Regions from separate parts of the Sus scrofa genome. Here region 1 is linked to region 2. A link is a contact called in public Hi-C data. All regions are on one chromosome and are shown on one strand. Each heading gives the region's core, a stretch centred on a gene start, on an enhancer-like site or on the middle of the called end of the contact. The rest is flanking DNA. Distances are from core to core; before and after follow the strand shown.

What was found. Hi-C and Micro-C count contacts between places; a contact is called where the count stands out from the background.
Region 1: a Hi-C map of alveolar macrophages shows a contact between it and region 2, with 3 times the contacts expected there. The contact joins two enhancer-like sites. A contact is called at or near these places in 13 of 47 Hi-C or Micro-C datasets (alveolar macrophages, brain, embryonic fibroblasts and 8 more) and 2 of 2 datasets of contacts at active chromatin or transcription factors (alveolar macrophages and skeletal muscle).

What each region holds. Positions count from the first base shown.
Region 1 is chr1:26,943,271-26,948,948 of Sscrofa11.1, reverse strand. No RefSeq gene overlaps it. Among named protein-coding and RNA genes, the nearest start is that of IFNGR1, 91 kb to the left of the region's middle. Within about 2 kb of position 3,783, at least 3 of the 83 cell types and tissues checked have an H3K27ac peak or open chromatin away from gene starts, as enhancers often do. A contact at or near this core is called in alveolar macrophages, where this site is marked.
Region 2 is chr1:26,696,262-26,701,514 of Sscrofa11.1, reverse strand. No RefSeq gene overlaps it. Among named protein-coding and RNA genes, the nearest start is that of OLIG3, 100 kb to the left of the region's middle. Within about 2 kb of position 1,629, at least 18 of the 83 cell types and tissues checked have an H3K27ac peak or open chromatin away from gene starts, as enhancers often do. A contact at or near this core is called in alveolar macrophages, where this site is marked.

The sequences.
Region 1 (5,678 bases), core at 2,534-5,033, 250 kb before region 2:
ATGGATGATAGTCACTTTAATAATTACAATCACACACATGTGTATTAAATATTTTTCAGTATTAACTGATTCTCCATGATTTTCTTTGTACTCCCTAGAGAATCCAACACCTTCAATTTTTGAACATGAGTCTTTTCCTCCCTTCCCCAGCTGCTGAGCCAGAAATGTGGATACCATGATTCATTCCTTTATTTTCTTTCACGTTTCACCTTCAATTACTTACTAGGATTTTTTTTTGTTTGTTTGTTTGTTTCACTCTCTACATAGCCCTCACTCTTGCAAGCTCAATGTCACTACTGTAATTGATGTCACAATTATCCCTCACCTGGATTTTCACAATATTTTGCCTGAGGCAACAATTATTGGGACAACAATCTCCAAATCTTAGTAGTTTAACAAAGCAAACATTCATCTCTTGCTCACACTTGGTGAGGATTACAGGTTGACCTTGGGCTTGGTTAGACAAGGTTGGGTTTGGATGAGCTTGGCTGGGCTTTCTAGGTCTTCTCAATCTGAGGTCTAGGCTGAAGGAGCAGCTTTATCTGAGGGTTGCTAATCTTATGGCCAAGGGCAGAAATTCAAGGGGGACAGAGGCCTATCACTCACACTTACAAAGATTCTGCTTGGAAGTGGCATATGCCCAGTAGGATTCTGTTGGCCAAAGTGAGTCTCTTGACCAAGCTCCGAGATATTGGGGTGAGGAAGTATCCTATGCCTGTCGGTGAATGTGACAAAAGTAGGCAGGGAATAAAAATTAAGAACAAATAATGGAATCTAACTCACTCAGTAACCTGTCTAGAGTTGTGTTCCTCTCCAATTCAGCTCACACAATTTATCTCACAAACAGGATTGTGACAATCACTCAGCAGGCTGGAGATTATTAAGAGCTGGGGTGAAGGAAGAATTAGTGACCTCCTCAGAAAAACGAGTCTTGAGAGATAAATAGAATTTTCTAAAAGAGGGGAGGAAAGGATAAACGTAATTGACCCTAAGAGTTCCAGAGAACAATAACCTGGGAAACCTTCTGAATGAAGAGGGCCCTATTTTCTACTATCACGAGACTGTGCAGACAGCTCTTCATTTGAATGTCTCAATTGCAGAGCAATGATTTGTTCAATTGTCCCCTCTTCCCTGTGCCTGTACAACTTCAGACTTGATGGCAAGCATGTTGTCTTTGATTACTCACTCCTAGCAAAGGGCCTTGAACATAGTAGGCATTCAAAATGCTTGAGGGGCACGTGTTTATGTTCAGAAAGTTCTGATGTAGATATCTGGGTGCTCTTGATCATTCTGCTGGTCTGAGACTGATGGATTTTAACTGGCAAACAGATGGTCATTTTCTAACATTCCGTGCATGTTCTGGTGACATTACTTCTTTTAGCTTTTCTTTAAATGCCCTTATTTGGTCCTAACTTATTTCCTCTCCTCTTTTGTCTTTACTTTCTTTCTTTTAAATTTGAAAAGAAAAAAAAAAGGATATTTTTCTTTTCAAGGCGCCACCCACAGAATATGGAGGTTCCCAGGCTAGGGGTCTAATTGGAGCTACAGATGCCGGCCTACACCACAGCCACAGCAATGCCAGATCCAAGCCGTATCTGTGATTTACACCACAGCTCACAGCAACGCTGGATTCTTAACCCACTGAGTGAAGCCAGGGATTGAACCTGCAACCTCATAATTCCTAGTTGGATTCGTTTCCGCTGTGCCATGATGGGCGCTCCTGAAATATAATTGATTTATAATGTTGTGTTCGTTTCTGCTGTACTGCAAAGTGATTCAGTTATACATATATATACTTTTTCACATTCTTTTCCATTATGGCGTATTGTAAGATATGGTATAGTTCCCTGTGCTATGCAGTAGGTCCTTGTTCTTTATCCATCCTATGCGCAGTAGTTTGCATCTGTTAATATCAAACTCCCAGTCCAACCCTCTCCTGCCTCGCCTTCCCCTTGGCAGCCACAAGCCTGTTCCCTATGTCTGTGGGTCCATTTCTATTTCATAGATATTAACTTACTACTTTTTAATCGTTGCTTCTCCCATCAAGACAATTAAAATGTTAGCCTGCTTTCCCGATCCGGTAGCATCTGTGAACCTAAAGGAACTCATTGTTCCGTCATTCACGTGAATCTCAAGACCACATCCAAAGCTGACCTTTTACTTGCATACTCGATGTGCACTTTAGTTCAGCTTTAGAATTTAATCCACTCTTTCTCCGTTTCCTACAAGAAAAACGCCGAGTCCCCTCTTAAGATTTTCCTTCCAGGTTCTTCACAGCCATTGCCCTTTAGGTTTGCAGCCCCATCTCCCTCCACAGACCACAAGCCTCAGCCAATTACGCCTTTTTGCTATTCCCCAAACACACCCTGCTCTTCCATTACCCTGGACTTGGCTTTTATTGATCCCTTTGCTAGGAAGCGCTCCCTCTTTTCCACTTCTAGGAAAATCCTACTCCTACTTCAAGGCTCTGCTCTGTGGAGATGTTACTCCTTGTGCCTCTAACACTTCATAATTGTCAAATGAATGAGTGAGTGAATGAAGGAATAGCTTTCTCCACGGAATTACTTCATATCAATTTGCTATTTCTGTCTTTTATAAGGGTTGGAACTTCAAGTTGTTTAGATCTTAGATTTTTGATTAGTCAATTCTATTTTAACTTGAAATCAGTAGTAGTTCTTTGGTCGCTTTTTTCCCGACATCATGATGAGGATTTAATAATATATTCCTTTGTAGATATTCTTTCTTTCCCACCATATGTGGGCTGTTGGTTTAATCAGTTTATGGGCCCAGTGCTGGCAGAGGCTCCAGTCTTTATTTTTGTGCACATTTAGGTTTGTGCCTTCTGAAAACTCAAAACTTAAAATGGACCTCATTATCTCTGGGAAGAGTAATAGGATAGATACATGTATAATGGTGTGAATTTCAATGAAATACCAAAAACTTTTTTTTTTTTTTTTTTTTTTGGTGGCCATACGTGTGGCATATGGAAGTTCCCAGGCTAGGGACTGAATCTGAACTGCAGCTGTGACCTATGCAACAGCTGCTGCAATGCCAGGTCCTTTAACCCACCTCACCAGGATGGGGATCGAACCCGTGTCTCTTCAGTGACCTGAACCTCTGCAATTTCTTAAACCACTGTGCCACGGCAGGAACTCCCACAAAATGCATTAAAAAAAATACAGATGAGTTATTATTATGGACAATAAGAGAAAAAATGGAATTGTATCTTTCAAGAAGATAGGGTGAGAGGAAGAATTTACTCTCCTGACCACAGTTTATCAGAGAGGCCTAATGACTCAGTGGAGGAGAAAAGTCTCAATTCTAATAGCGATGTCTTATGCCTGGACTCTGGGACCAACTGCTTTGGTCTGAATCCCAACTCCACCACTTGGCTTGAGCAAGGGACTGAAGCTCTCTATGCCTCCATTTCCATATCTGAAAGATTGGGGGTAATAACTGTATGCACATTGCAGGGTTGTTATGAGGACTAAGTTAATTAATACACATAAAGCACTTAGAACAGTGCTGGGCACATGGTTAAGTGCTATAAAGTGTTATTTCTGTTTCGGATTTTTTTCAAATTTAAAACAACTTTAAAAAAACCCAAACTTTTTTTAAGTTTAAGAAAGAAATCCTTGCTCTCACACTTTTGGGTTTCGATTCGGGAAATTAGTAAACTGTATGAGACTTTGAATTATTAAATAGATTCAGCTAAATTCCATTCTACCCTCGCCGCTCCCCGGCCCACAACCATTGGAGGATGCTGCCCTCTGGTGGTCACTCAGAATTGCTCTACAGCTCAATCAGACCTATGCTGAAATTTCCTTTGTCTCCACTTGCCTATAACTTACAGGCTAGTTTATCAGAAGTTAAAGTATTTTCCTCCGGGCATTACTTGAAACTTAACTGCTAAGTCATAGGAACTACATAGATTTAAAAAATTGGACTGGTAATATAATTTGCATTCTAATGGTTGGAAACAGAGGGCAAAGTGTATGATTACAAAATGTATTCTCTGTACTTTTATTGACTCGTTTGAAAATCAGATAAATAGTAGCTAAGTATCTGAACATCAAGTAGATACCTCTTTGCTATCTAAGCATTCCTTGTGGACCAAAAAGTATGAATGTTAGTATAGGTATTATATTTCATATTAAAATTTAAATGTTTTTGTTAAAATTTCATTTTTCTGGCCAAATGTTTTTCAGAATTGAGGAGCTAAAGCCATAGTTATTAAAATTAGAACTTAGGCATGTGTAAAGTCCATTAGTATTATAAGTTTAATGTTTTTCATCATCGAAACATCTTTAGTCAATGCCCTAGCTGCCTAAACCCTATTTCTTCAGGAATCCCACGTACAGACATTTATTTTCAAGTGAAATTATGAAAAACTAATTCTTTGCTAACTCTTTTGAAAACTTACAGAATGCAGTTTGATGCAAGTCAGCTCACCTCTGCTAGGGGAACTGTCATGTAATTCCCAGCACTGAAAAAGGAACATCAGAAGATCAGTGACTATTTATTTACACATTTGTTATCGTTTCTACTTGGGAATAAAGAATGAGTTTGAACTCTAAAAGCTGAGCCTGCAGGAAGCCCCATCCGTCTCTCCACACTTCTGCTGTCATTCCTATTGTAGGGAAAACATTATTCAAACCACAGGCTCCAAACTCCCAGGTAACTGAAGCCAGCAGGAAGCTCTGTTTGATATCAAGTATGTTCTTTATCAACCTTTTTGTTGTGATGGGAAGAAATGAACTAACTTTACTTTTATCTTGGCCTGTTTTAATATAACCCAGTAGGTGAATGCTTTATTGGTGTGCCTTGGCCAAACTCTTTGATATATCCTGACTTTGTGGTCATAAATTTTCCATGCAAAAAAAATTAATGGTTTTTCATCTAGCCATATCAACCGGAAAGCATTACATGTTCATAGGTTTTTATTAAAAGTGTGTTTAAAATTTTGCTTATAGGAATTGCCCCATGGAAAACACAACTTGATTTTTCACATTAGATTCCGAGAAGCCCCTCTGCCATCAACAGAGAATCAAATGTAACAATGCAATCCTGAACCGTGCGGTCAACATTATAGACTCAGTCTCAATGCTTTTTTGTATTAGAGAGACTCATGTAAGATAGGAACATGAAGTATCTTTATTTTTTTCTTCCACGAGTAGTTGGTTTTTAGCGAGCAAGCTAGCGGTGCATACATAGTGGCATTTATTAATGAGTACACTTCTAATGCTTTTATTATTTTTTATATTTTATTTTATTTTATTTTATTTTATTTTATATTTTTCTCTTCAGGGCTGCACCCACGGCATATGGGGGTTCCCAGGCTAGGGGTCTAATCAGAGCTGTAGTCACCGGCCTACACCACAGCCATGGCAATGCCAGATCCTTAACGCACTGATTGAGGCCAGGGATCGAACCCGAAACCTCATGTTCCTAGTTGGATTCGTTTTCCACTGCACCACAATGGGAACTCCTTATTTAGGTTTTGACACACCACTAAACCATCTGTTAAATCTGTTCTGTATTCTCTTCAGTATCATTTGTGTAATCTTGTTTGGATTCAGTATCTGTGTTTTATAGGGAAGAACCCAATTTGACTAAAATAGAGAAGCTTTAAGAAACACACATTTAAACTTAAACATTTAAGACTCTGGATGACCTTA
Region 2 (5,253 bases), core at 380-2,879:
GTTCCTGTCATGGCTCAGTGGTAATAAACCCAACTAGGATCCATGGGGATGCTGGTTCGATCCCTGGCATCACTCAGTGGGTTAAGGATCTGGCGTTGCCATGAGCTGTTGATGTAGGTCGCAGACATGGCTCGGATCCCATGTTGCTGTGCCTGTGGCATAGGCTGGCAGCTGCAGCTCTGATTCAACCGCTAGCCTGGGAACTTCCATATGCCATGGGTGCAGCCCTAAAAAAAGCAAAAAAAAAAAAAAAAAAAGAAAAGAAAAGAAAGAAAGAAAGGAGGGAAGGCGTCCAGAAAAAAAATGGCATTTTCTAAAGGACAGAAAACACACGTCTCTCTCTTAGAGTGTCTGAGTAAGGACTATCTTCAAGTCTTCTGTTAATGAGGCCATCTCTGGCCCCTTTGGTGTGGCCCTTCAGATGTTGTAATGCCTCTAAAGCTACTCTATTAAAAAGGAAAAAACTAACTATACGACAGATGGGCAAGTGCCCATTACGGACCTATACTGTCAGTGTACCTTCTGCAGCATGGTCTTACTTGCTCCTGTGATGATTCCTGGGCTCACAGTGGTCAGTGAAGCACTTAGGCAGGACGTGGAAGGTTCTAAGGGGGCAGCATTCATGCCCCAGCCTCCATTCTTGTGTCTGCATGTGAGAGAGAATGATGCAGACATCTTAAAAGCCTAAGAAAAGACCCAGAGTCTAGAAAGTTCAGGCTTCAGCTGCCTTTATTAGGATGAACTGCACTTGTGTGTTATGGAAATGAGCTAAGCATAACTCTCCTAGTAGAAAGAAAGGAAGGAAGTATTAAGAAATATTTGCTGATTCATAGGAGCCCATTCTGGCTCAAGGGTAATGAACCTGACTAGTATCCCTGAGGATGCAGGTTCGATCCCTGGTCCCGCTCAGTGGGTTAAGAATCCAGCGTTGCTATGAAATTATTGGTGTAGGGCGCAGATGCAGCTCTGATCCCACGTTGCTGTGGCTGTGGCATAGGCTGGTGGCAACAACTCCAGTTGGACCCCTAGCCTGGGAACTTCCATATGCTGCACATGTGGCCCTTAAAAAAAAAAAAAGCAAACAAACAAAAGAAATATTTGCTGAGTCACTGTTTGCTCCATAAAACTATCTATTATGAGAGACAAAAATGAAGAAATAATATGTCCTAGACAAGGTAAAAATAGTAAGTGGAAATGGTGCTTCCTCTTCCTTGTCTCTAAAGAATGACCAAAGCTCTTCCTCTCTGAAGTAGTTAGATACATGCCAGAATAAAAGGAAGGCAAAAACAGAAACCCATGTAGCTCTTTCACACTGAGGGGTTAGATACAGGAAACTGGTTACATTGGGAGAGATGAGGAGCCAGATGCGAGCTTGGTCGTAACCCAGAGCTTCGCGATAGCAGCAAGCTGCTTCTACAATTGAGGAAGTGTAATTGCTGGAAGTGATGAGCTAGGGCTGTTTGGCAGGAGTTTAGGACAAGGATGAGGACTCCTGCCAGGAGCTGGGACCACCGTGGCAGGAGCTAGGCAGAGGGAACTGGAGCCACAGGGCAGCATGGCTTCAGAGACGACTTGGGAAGCACCCAGTTTCTTTCAGTGCCTTTAGTGCCTCCAGTCCTCCACCAGGGACGCTCACTGGCCCAATGGCCCAAAGAGAGCAGCAAGGGAGCCTGGGAAATGTAGTCTCCTCTGACAGGGCAGAGGTTCAGCGGGGAAGGGCGGGAGGGCAAATCTGTAACTGACCCCTGTGCCCTCTGAGAGGACTTTCCCCAGTGGCACATGGAGCTTTATCCCTATAGAAGTTAAATTAATTTAAATCAACTTATAGATGATATATCTTTGTGTCTTTTATTTTCCGCTCATGTTTAATTAGTGATCTGAGAACAGGTTTGCTGATTAAGATTATATACTTAACCAGAATTTAGTTATAAAGGACAGTCAGTTCTAAATCATCTGGCAAAGTGGAAGAAAAAAAAAAAAAAAAAAAACTGGATTCTGCCTCCATTAGGAGCATCCATCCAGAGAGGTAACCTGGAAACGCTCTCAGAAGCGTATTCCTTAACCAAAGTCTCTGCTTAGGTCAACTTCTTAACCTATAAGGGAAGGAAACTTTGGTTTCTCACCTGCTTCAGGGCTGAGCTTCCGTGCTTTCTTCCAGGCAGTGAGTGACCTCTGTTCTGTGTGTCCTTAGCTTTTCTTTTTGGAGACTGAGCCCTGAGAATTGGATGGGAAAAGCTGACCAAACACCTAGTTGTTCATTGGAAAGTAAGTTTTGAGTTGAGGTAATATGTTCTCATTTGTGTTAGCACCAGAGTCTCATGCCTGCTCAGAAAATCCTTCCTAACAGATAGTACAGCTTATCTATAGCTCAAACTTGAGTCCAGACCTGAAGACAAGAGATACAAGAGAGAAGTGAAAGAAACAAAGATTCTATTACCCTGACCCAGAGACAGCAGATCTGAAGCACTTTTTTTTTTTTTTTTTTTTTTTTTGGTCTTTTTTGTCCTTTCAGGGCCGAACCCGTGGCACATGGAGGTTCCCAGGCTAGGGGTCCAATCAGAGCCGCCAGCCCATGCCAGAGCCACAGCAATGCCAGATCTGAGCCATGTCTGCAAGCTACACCACAGCTCACGGCAACACCCGATCCTTAACCCACTGAGCAAGGCCAGGGATTGAATCCGCAACCCCACGGTTCCCAATTGGACTCACCTCCGCTGCACCACGATGGGAACTCCTGAAGCACATTTTTGAAATGTGCTCTTTAATGCCCTTGCCTGTATCGCTCTTCAGCCAGGGTAAAAGCCTCTGCCAAATGCTCAGATCCTCCCAATACAACTGCCCTGGGCGCCCAAGCTAGCAACCCAAACCACGCAGAAAATTTAACTTCCCTCCTTTCCAAAAGACAATGACAATCAAAACAAATTTAATACATTTTCCTTCACTGAAGTTCATAATAATAGTTAATATTTATTTAGGAGTTCCCATGGTGGCTCAGTGGGTTAAGAACTCGACATAGTGTCCATGAGGATGTGGGTTCAATCCCTGGCCTCACTCAGTGGGCTAAAGATCCGGTGTTGCCATGAGCTGTGGTGTAGGTCGAAAATATAGCTCAGATCCCACATTGTTATGGCTGGGTGTAGGCCAGTAGCTGCAGCTCCAATTTGATCCCTAGCCCAGGAATATCCATTTGCCGAGCATGCAGCTATAAAAAGAAAAAAGAAATATTTAGTGCATTCTATGCACCAAGCATGTCTAAATACTTTACATAAGTCAACTCATCTAATCCACACAACATATCTATGTGATGAGTTTTATTACAATGTCCATTCTACCAGTGAAAAAACTGAGACACAGAGGAGTTAGATAGCTTGCCCAGGACTCCGCAGATTCTCAAAGCCCAACAGTTTGACTCCAACGAATGTCTTTGTCACTACGCCAAGTTCCTCTCAGCTACAGTGAAGAGCTAAGAGTAAAGCAATCAGAGAAAAATGAGTTCAGATTCGCATGTAAATAATTGATAGCCATTAATCCCTCCTAGAGAAGTTTGCAGTTTTAAAAAACGCCCATAAGGAGTTCCTGCCGTGGCTCAGTGGTAACAAACCCAACTAGTATCCATGAGGATGCAGGTACAATCCCTGGCCTCGCTCAGTGGGTTAATGATTCAGCGTTGCCTTGAAGTAGGTTGCAGACGCAGCTCAGGTTCTGCTGAGGCTGCGCTGTAGGCTGGCAGCTATAGCTCTGATTTGACCGCTAACTTGGGAACTTGCACATGCCACAGGTTCAGCCATAAAAAGACAAAAAAAGACCAAAATGAAAAGAAAAAAAAAATGCCTGTAAACAAAAAGAATCTCAACCAAAGATGAATCAATCCCAATCCAGATTGCCACTTTAATTGCAAGCCCAGGCCTTTGGTCATTGCTGATTTGAATCCCCATTCTGCCATCTACCAGGTGTTGGCCTAAGCAAGCTTTTTTAAGTTATGTAGACTTAAGTTTCTCTTCCCTCCAAAATGGGATGCGACAATAACTTCCTGGGGTAGATTAAATGAAATAATGACTGCAAAACACTTAGCAAGCAAGCCAGTGCATAATAAATATTCAAACTGTATGGGATCGTTACTATTATGAACTTCCTTCCTGTGCATAAATATAAAACAATGACAAAGTAGTCAGTAAATGCTGGAGGGGAAGTATAAAGTGAAAAGGATAGTATGATGAGTGGAATTTAAACTATAGCCCACAGAGTCCTGGACGTCCACAGGCATATCTTTGGCTCAGGGATGGGTGTGGAGAAGGAAAGTGACAGCCACCATCCTCCTATCACCCTTGCTTTCATTTCAACCAGAACAGCCCTAGTTCTGTGAGGGGTGTGTGTGTGTGTGTGTGTGTGTGTGTGTGTGTGTGTGTTTAATATTGGCTGTCTGTCATATTGCACTCAAGAAAGGATTTTGTAACAAGTGCTGGAGGGACTGTGGAGAAAAGGGAACCCTCCTGCACTGTTGGTGGGAATATAAACTGTTACAGCCACTATGGAGAAAAGTTTGGAGATACCTTAGAAATCTATACATAGAACTTCCATATGACCTTGCAATCCCACTCTTGGGCATCTATCCGGACAAAACTCTACTTAAAAGAGACACGTGCACCCGCATGTTCATTGCAGCACTATTCACAATAGCCAGTACATGGAAACAACCCAAATGTCCAGCGACAGATGATTGGATTCGGGAGAGGTGGTATATATACACAATGGAATACTACTCAGCCATAAAAAAGAATGACATCATGCCATTTGCAGCAACATGGATGGAACTAGAGACTCTCCTACTGAGTGAAATGAGCCAGAAAGACAAAGACAAATACCATATGATATCACTTATAACTGGAATCTAATATCCAGTACAAATGAACATCTCCTCAGAAAAGAAAATCATGGACTTGGAGAAGAGACTTGTGGCTGCCTGATGGGAGGGGGAGGGAGTGGGAGGGATGGGGAGCTTGGGCTTATCAGACACAACTTAGAATAGATTTACGAGGAGATCCTGCTGAATAGCATTGAGAACTTTGTCTAGATACTCATGTTGCAACAGAAGAAAGGGTGGGGGAAAAATGTAATTGTAATGTATACATGTAAGGATAACCTGACCCCCTTGCTGTACAGTGGGAAAATAAAAAAAATTATTAAAAAAAAAAAGAAAGGATTTTGTCTAAAATCATCACTGAGACTGGGAATCCTAAACTGAGTTTTCTTATT